Regions from separate parts of the Dromaius novaehollandiae genome. Here region 1 is linked to region 2. Evidence: chromatin contacts called from public Hi-C data. All regions are on one chromosome and are shown on one strand. The core of a region is the stretch at or near the end of the contact, and the rest is flanking DNA. Distances in the headings are between cores, read along the strand shown. Region 1 has its middle 39 kb from the start of YARS2. Region 2 holds the start of PKP2 (plakophilin 2).

Evidence for each region. A called contact is a pair of places that touch in the nucleus more often than the background predicts.
Region 1: a contact with region 2 is called in a Hi-C map of liver, with 10 times the contacts expected there. The contact joins the enhancer-like site here to the promoter of PKP2 in region 2. A contact is called at or near these places in 2 of 4 Hi-C or Micro-C datasets (brain and liver).

Annotation. Positions count from the first base shown.
Region 1 is chr1:62,612,006-62,615,718 of bDroNov1.hap1, forward strand. No RefSeq gene overlaps it. Among named protein-coding and RNA genes, the nearest start is that of YARS2, 39 kb to the right of the region's middle. Within about 2 kb of position 1,431, at least 2 of the 2 cell types and tissues checked have open chromatin away from gene starts, as enhancers often do.
Region 2 is chr1:62,546,000-62,549,602 of bDroNov1.hap1, forward strand. PKP2 (plakophilin 2) reads left to right here and starts at 1,488. Exons shown (of 13, transcript XM_026119781.2): 1 at 1,488-1,893. The coding sequence starts at 1,680.

The DNA.
Region 1 (3,713 bases), core at 181-2,680, 66 kb after region 2:
TGAACAGCAAAACTGTGAATGCTAAATGCAGCCTTAGAGTTGCATGTAGCTACAGCTGATAACGAATGCCATCCAACACAATATGTGTACTAGCTACAGATTAACCAAACTAACCAGACCCCTGGAAGTTAAGGTCTGACATCAGGAATGTGTTTAGTCCTCTCATTTAACAAAAATTCCTGTGTCTGCACTAAAATTCCTGTGTCTGCACTAAGAGAAGCTGCCTGATTTATTCCAGAGGAAGCCTGCCCATGCATTCCAGCGTGGCAGAGGATCCACACTTATCACCAGGACAATCTCAGGAACACCCATGGGATTTTTAAAAGACTGCACATAGCATGTGTGCCCTCCTCCTCCCTCCACCCCCCCAAATAGTACACAACTTGTGGGTCAGTCCACAGAACAATGAAGACACCAGACTAGAGTCTTCTTATGCTAAATACCAGCACGTAAATTGGGAACGCGGCATGTTCACAAGCGTAAGGTGAACTGAAGCGCCAGCGCAGTGAAGCACCCAGTGGCTGCTCCCTTTGAAGGGCTACAGAAATCAGAGAGGGCAAACTAGAAAGGGGCACCCTTCCTCCACCTCTGCCAATGGCATTCACATACCACTTGAATTTTTAGCTCAAATCTTCAAAGGGCAAAATCTTCTCCCGACGGTCATGCTGAACAGAAAAACAATAGAAAGTTGCTGATTTGATTCTGTTATAAAACACACAATTATTTTGGATTAGGCACAATTGTTTCAGCTTGGTAGAATTGTAGCCATCCATTTATATGCTGCACTCATATGAAAGACCAATTTATTTTGAGTAATAGCAAGTAATTCATCCTAACGTGTGTAATTAGAACTGAAATGTAACATCTGCCCAGGCTTCCTACCTAGGGAGAAGGGGAATTACAGGCTTATGAATTAATACTTTGTAGGAACTGCTTAATAACACCATTGGTAAAGATTAATCATCTATCACAGAGCAACAGATGAAGTAATATTAAACAACCAGACAAAAATCATGCTGCTCATCACGAAGGAAACCCATTATAAACACTGTGAAAATTGTACGTGCTGAAACTAAATTGATCCCTGATATAAATCCACTAGTTGGAGGGAAAAAAGGAAAAACATCAAAAACACATTTGGTTCTCTGTTTCTGCAGTCTTTTTAAGGACAGGCCAGCAGAACTGAGGGTGAAAAGATATGGCAGGGACCTTGGAGGAAGCAGAGGGCAGCATGAGGGGCAAGCTTGCTGCTGCACTGCTGTGTGTTGCTTTCCAGGCTGCTCTTCACGGATGCAAGTCGCTTGTGCTTTACATTAATCCTCAGCCGGAGAGTTTCCTTTGCCCTGGAAGCACCCAGCCCATGAGATGTTACTGCCTGCTGTTAAGCCAGCAGCCTGCGCAGAAGTGGTTGCTGTTTTTCAGAGCAGGGAGACTTGCCTGGGTGCAGTGAGACACCCTCTGGCAGGCAGCTGAAGCTCTGCCGGAGAAAGGCACAAAGCACCCCAGGAGCAAAAGTTTCCTGCATATGTGTGTGTAGGGGGAGGGAAGAACAGTATTTAATAGCATAAACCAGATTTTGGGAGGCAGGGGACAGAATTTTCAAGTCACCTTTAGCAGGGGAAGAGGTCACTGGAGCCTGGGGTCACCTGCAGGAGGGGCATGGGAGATGGGAGACCACAGACCAGGGTACCCCAGAGGGCACAGGGAGAAGCATGAACCCAGCAAGGGCTAGCCACATTTTTCCCTATGTGATGTTGTGTTGTTTCTTTCTTCCCTCAGCTCACTCCCTGTCTCTGCAGATGCCTCCCGCAGCACTCCTCCAGCCAGGTGGCCATGCATCAGCAGGTGTGAGGGGTAGAGACATACGTGCTGGTTCCCCAGCAGACCTCAAGCATCCTCTGGCTGAAGCAGCTGCTGCTCAGGAGCTCCATGCTTCCACTCCATCAGCAATTGCCACACACTGGGTGGTGAGGACCATCTATCGGTGCGGCCACACTGTCGCCGAGAGGGGACAGAAACCTTCTGCAGAAGGGAGGACAAGTGCAGCAGGAACCATACTGCTTCTCACAACACCTGCTTGTTTTTCCACAACACTTACCAATGGTAAGGCAAAATTACCAGTCCCATTTCTGACTCCCAAAGCCCCAGCCTTTGGTAGAAGGGACTGAGATGGCTGGTTTGCAGCACATCTTCATCCTTTCCATGCTCCTTTGATCCACAGGAAGGACCATAGCTGTGGTGCTGCATGTGCGCGCGCGCGCACACACACACACACACACATACACACACACACACACACACACTCCCTTACTCCTTAGCTGCACAGCTGGATAGCAGGACAAATGGAGAGGAAAAAAGAGATTGACTAGAAAGACAGACCACAGCCCACCACACTGTCAGCAGGTCACATATGACAGACCATGATGGGAGAGGATTAGGGTAACCACATCCTACCATCGCAGAGCACAGCTGCCCCCAGCTGTGGGTGCCTACAGCAAGCCGTGAGGGGCTTTCAGCTGGATCAGCTTGACATACTAGAGATACAGCCATCACTTGAGCACCAGCAAGCATAATAGGATTGCTTCAGGGCTCCCAGATCTATATAGCTCTTGCTTTTCATATATTATTGTTACCTGTGCTAGCCAGAGTAAACAAAGTTTTCATTTCACTGGGAAAACCCTCTGATCCCCAAGCCTATTTCCACCCCAGTATACTGAAGATGAATGACCGCAGAGTCAAAACCAAAGGTGATGTCATGTCATGCTCATAAATGCCATTGACTAAAACTGGTTTTGTGTTTGATTTGTAACTGTGTCTTCACTTGTAGGTCATCACTGATTTTTTTTCAGAACATTTGCACATTGCAGCAATGATCCTGTGGGTAAGCAGTTAAAGATACAAGGATTGTGCTATTGTGTATCAATCAGTAAACAAAAATAATAAAACATCTGAAGGGAAGGTACTGACATAGAAGTCTCTTTGTAATCTGAAAAGAGCAACTGGAATACAAATGAAAGCAGAAAGTCTTTCAACTGTGTTAAAGTACAGTCGTGTGAAAAAACACAGCCTGCAAAACATGGTAACTTACTCACTTCAAATAAAATAAATGAAGCAGAAAACTCTTCTATATTGTGTACTACAGGGCAGTCAGGCACAATTCTTGGCTAATGACTGCCTACATTTCTAAGTACATATTTTCTCCCAGTAGCTGCTGCATAATATCTTAAGCTGGTGTCTCACTGAAGCCTTTGCTGATTTATAGTCTAATAATTATGATTACATTTAATGAGAAGATTTACATTTACCTTTGAGTGGCTGTATTTGGATCCTTTTTATCCTGATCATTTATCAATGTATTCTTTGATGCTGTTTTGTTATCCATCATGCAAACCAACAGTAAAATTTGCTTTCCAGAGCAAAGCAGGGGGTCATCTTTATTTAGTCTGAGACACAACTTACTTTACTTTAACTAGGCAGCTAGTCAAGGAATATCAGAGAACAGAAAGGTTTCCCTTTCTTTTTCAGTGTTTTTTACTGTAGGGCAGTAAGCACATAAAAGACAGACAGCTGTGACAACAGGCTGAAGAGCTCCTAGGCAGACAAAGACCACTTTTGTTGAATCTCTTTAGTGAAGTGAGTTTCTCTGAAGTACCTTTTTCTCATCTGATGTTTTTCCCCCACCTCACTCATCTCATCTGCACTCTTCACATTCC
Region 2 (3,603 bases), core at 238-2,737:
GTGTGTCACTCTCCATCTCTTTTAATCACTGAAGCTATTTTCACATATATGCAGCCTCTCCTGTGATATGCCACATTACAGCAAAAGGGGATGACATTAGCCAGACCAAGGCACGGGAAAGGCCAGAGCTCCCTCCCCCTCCTAAAGAAAAACAGAAGATAGACAAAGAGTAAATCAGCACAGAACCAGAAGGATTCTGCTGCCACGACATGTCAGTAAGCAGGGTGCAATTCCCTAGAGTCCCGAGTTTTCAGGAAATAAAGAGAGTGCCCCAGTTTCTTACTTTACGGTATAACTTAAAACAAGGGTAGTCCCAGTCCCAGTTTTTCCCCAGGTTTCCTGGAACTACTCTGTGTTCTCACTGTCATGTCTAAAGTACTGTTAAGAGTAAGTTATAACAGCTCATTTTGAGTCCCACTGTCTCTCTGATATAACCACAAATTAGGTTGAAAGACATATGCATTTTTCACTTGCTTGTAAGACACATTAACTTCTCTATTAAAATACCTGTGTTTAGTTTGTCAGGGATTTTTTGGAACTGTGCTACCCTGGACCATCTTTTTCTAAAGTGAACATGAAAGTCTGCACTTTCCCACCCACAATACGCTGCAGGTTTCATTTTACTCCTCCTTCGTGTTTGTTTAAACATTAAGTCAAAGCTCTGTTCTGAGGTAATATGAGAACTTAAGTCTTCATCCTGCCCCCATTTACCAAGCTTTATTTCAATGCATAAGAGGCTATTTTATGACAGAAAACACATGCACAAACAGCTGCAGGAGCAGAACCAGTTGGGCTTTTTCAGCCTTTAATTGTGCAATTGCACTTTACAACTAAATCGAGAGAAGCAGCTTCAGTTCACCTCTCTCTGCAAACCCTCAACACGATGTGAAAACCTCAGACAGCATGATGGCCTCCCAAACCAGCAGCCCTGTGCCCACCTGCCCTCCACAATCCCACCTGGAGGAGTTTTATCTTCACAGCCAGGGAACACTGTCTTTAAAGCACAGTCTCACACCTTATGCTTTTAGGTCGAAAATTACATACACACATATGAAATGCAGCTACGTGTAAAATATATAAATATGCAAAATATACAACGTGATGCAAAAGATAATATAAACTGTATTAGGGCAAATGAATAAGAGTTATATGTTAAAAATGTGTATGTATATATGTGTGTGTGTGTGTGTATATATATATGTTTCTGTGGGGCATACGTGTGTGTGTGCGCGCGTGTGTGTGTGTAAACAGACACAGCAAATATCTTCTGCCTGGACTGTTTCTGTTCTTCGAAGCCCTCAGTGTCCCCGGCGGTGAGAGACAGACGCAGCAAAACTTCTTTGAGGGAGCCCCCACCCTAGTTGGGGCCCGGACCCACCCGGAGCGGGGCTGCCCCGCTCCCCCGCTGCCTGAGGCAGCCGCGCCGGGCCGGGCCGCGGGCCGAGGCCTTGGCGGGAAGCGGAGCGGGAGGAGAGGGGAGAGGAAGGGAGCGGGCGGCCCTGCCCTCGCCTCCCGCCGCGGCGGGGGAGGAGCGCGGTGTGGGCTGTGCCTGGCACCTGCGCGGCGGGCGGGGCCGAGCCCGGGGCCGCGCCGGGCGCCGCCCGTGCCTCCGCAGCCGAGCGCGGCGCTGAGCAGGCGGCGGCGCAACAGGTACCGCCGCGCCGCGACCGCCGGCGCCCATGGCGGCTCACGGCTCCGCCGCCGAGCAGGGCTACATCCGCACCGTGCTGGGCCAGCAGATCCTGGGGGAGCTGGACAGCTCCAGCCTGGCGCTGCCCTCCGACGCCAGGCTCAAGCTCACGGGCGGCCGAGCCGGCGAGGAAAAGACGCTGCGGCTGCACCGGCAGGTCCAGCAGACGCTGGCCAGGAAGAGCAGGGGATCGCTGGTGAACGGTGAGTGCCCGCCCGGCCCGGCCCGGCCCGGCCCGGCCCGGCCCGGCCCTGCCCTGCCGGCGGCTCCCCTGAGGCAGCTGCCGCCTCCGGCTCCCCTCCCTCCCCCATCCCCCCGGCCCGGGTGTCCCGCGGCTCCCAACGGCTCCCAACGGCTCCGGGGCTGCCGCAGCCGTTGGGTCGCGGACCCCCACACCCCCCCGCCACACATGCACACGCACAGCCATTTTTCTATCGGTTTTGGTGGGTTTGACCCCGGAGCGGAGCCAGCTGCTGCGTGAAGGCGGTGGTGGTGATCAGCCGCTACACAGCCGCTAGCCGGCAAGGTGGCTGCGGAGTTGGGACTTCTGAGTGCAAGCGGAGTTGTACGGGGATAGCCTCTTCGTGCCCCGCGGATGGCATGGGCCCGGGGAGAAAGAGCTTGCTGAATACCGGCTTCATACGAATCGTTTCCCTTCGCAACATCTGTAATAAAAACCTGAGCTGTATCACACGTTTTCCTTCTTTTTCCTTTCTGATTAAGCGAATGAGATGTTTCTTCTGCCCAGCCACTGCTGCCTGAGAGAAGAGTTGAGGCTAAATTCTCCCGATCCTGTAACAGTTTTAATGTGCTTATTTTAATAACTTAGTTTTACCCACTGGCCCTGTTTGCTAAAAAAAACGGAAAGAAATGTCGGAAATGGTTTTCCATATTTTACCGTGAAGTAGAAGAAAATGAACTAAAAGGAGGTTTGGCAAAATAGCCCCGGGAAAGACGTAAAAAGGAAACCGAGTGATAATGTTGCTAAACTCTTTATTTACCCTTTTCATTTACATGCGCAGTACAAATTGAAGTCAATTGCTTTTAAGCTCTTGCAGTCAGCAGGCTCGATCCTTCCATAGGGCCCGCGGTGCAGTGATACCTGCGTGCGACGGGGATCCAGTTGTGGTGTCAGGCCCTGATGAGGTGACTTCGTCAGGTGCCGAGGGTTTCAGGCAAGCTGCTGGGAGGGGTTAGTCTTAATGGGGAAAAGATGCATTGTTTTCAAAGTAAATCAAAAAAAAAATCTGAAAACATAAAATTAATTATCCTGAAAGCTTTCCTCCTGTTTTTAAATATGACTGACTTACAGTATGACTTGTACGTATGACTGACTTACAGGTTATTACACCTTGTTGCTCAGTTGTCATTGTGGAAGCTGTCACTTTTTGTTTTCAAAAAACTGAGTGAAAGGGCTTCACATTTATAAACACACTTCACTCATCTGTCTTGTCAGGCAGAAAAATGTTTCCTTGTACTTCAGCTGGCTTCCATCTGAAAAACACCTCGTGACTAAAAATGAATACAATGCAGACACAGACATATTCTACTCAGAAAAATTAGGAACATAAATCACATAAACAAGTATACACAGCTCAGCAGTGTGCAGGTACATATGCAAGTTCTCAGGCTGAAAGTTCTTACTTGAATAAGGTTCCTAAACATTTTTAGAGTAACTTCATTAGTTTTCTGATACTAGAGAGGAGCTGTCCGGAAAATGCTTTTTGAACAATAGTTAACAAATGAGTCGATGTCATGAAACTGGGATGCTTTCCCTAAACTATGCATAAAAGTCTATGAAGAGAAGTTCCAGTCCTCCCATTACCTTCTCTGGAACACATTAACAAAACTGATGGATTAGGGGATAGTTGTCTAAGTTTTTCTAAAGGTCAAGTATTTGGGCACTTTGCATT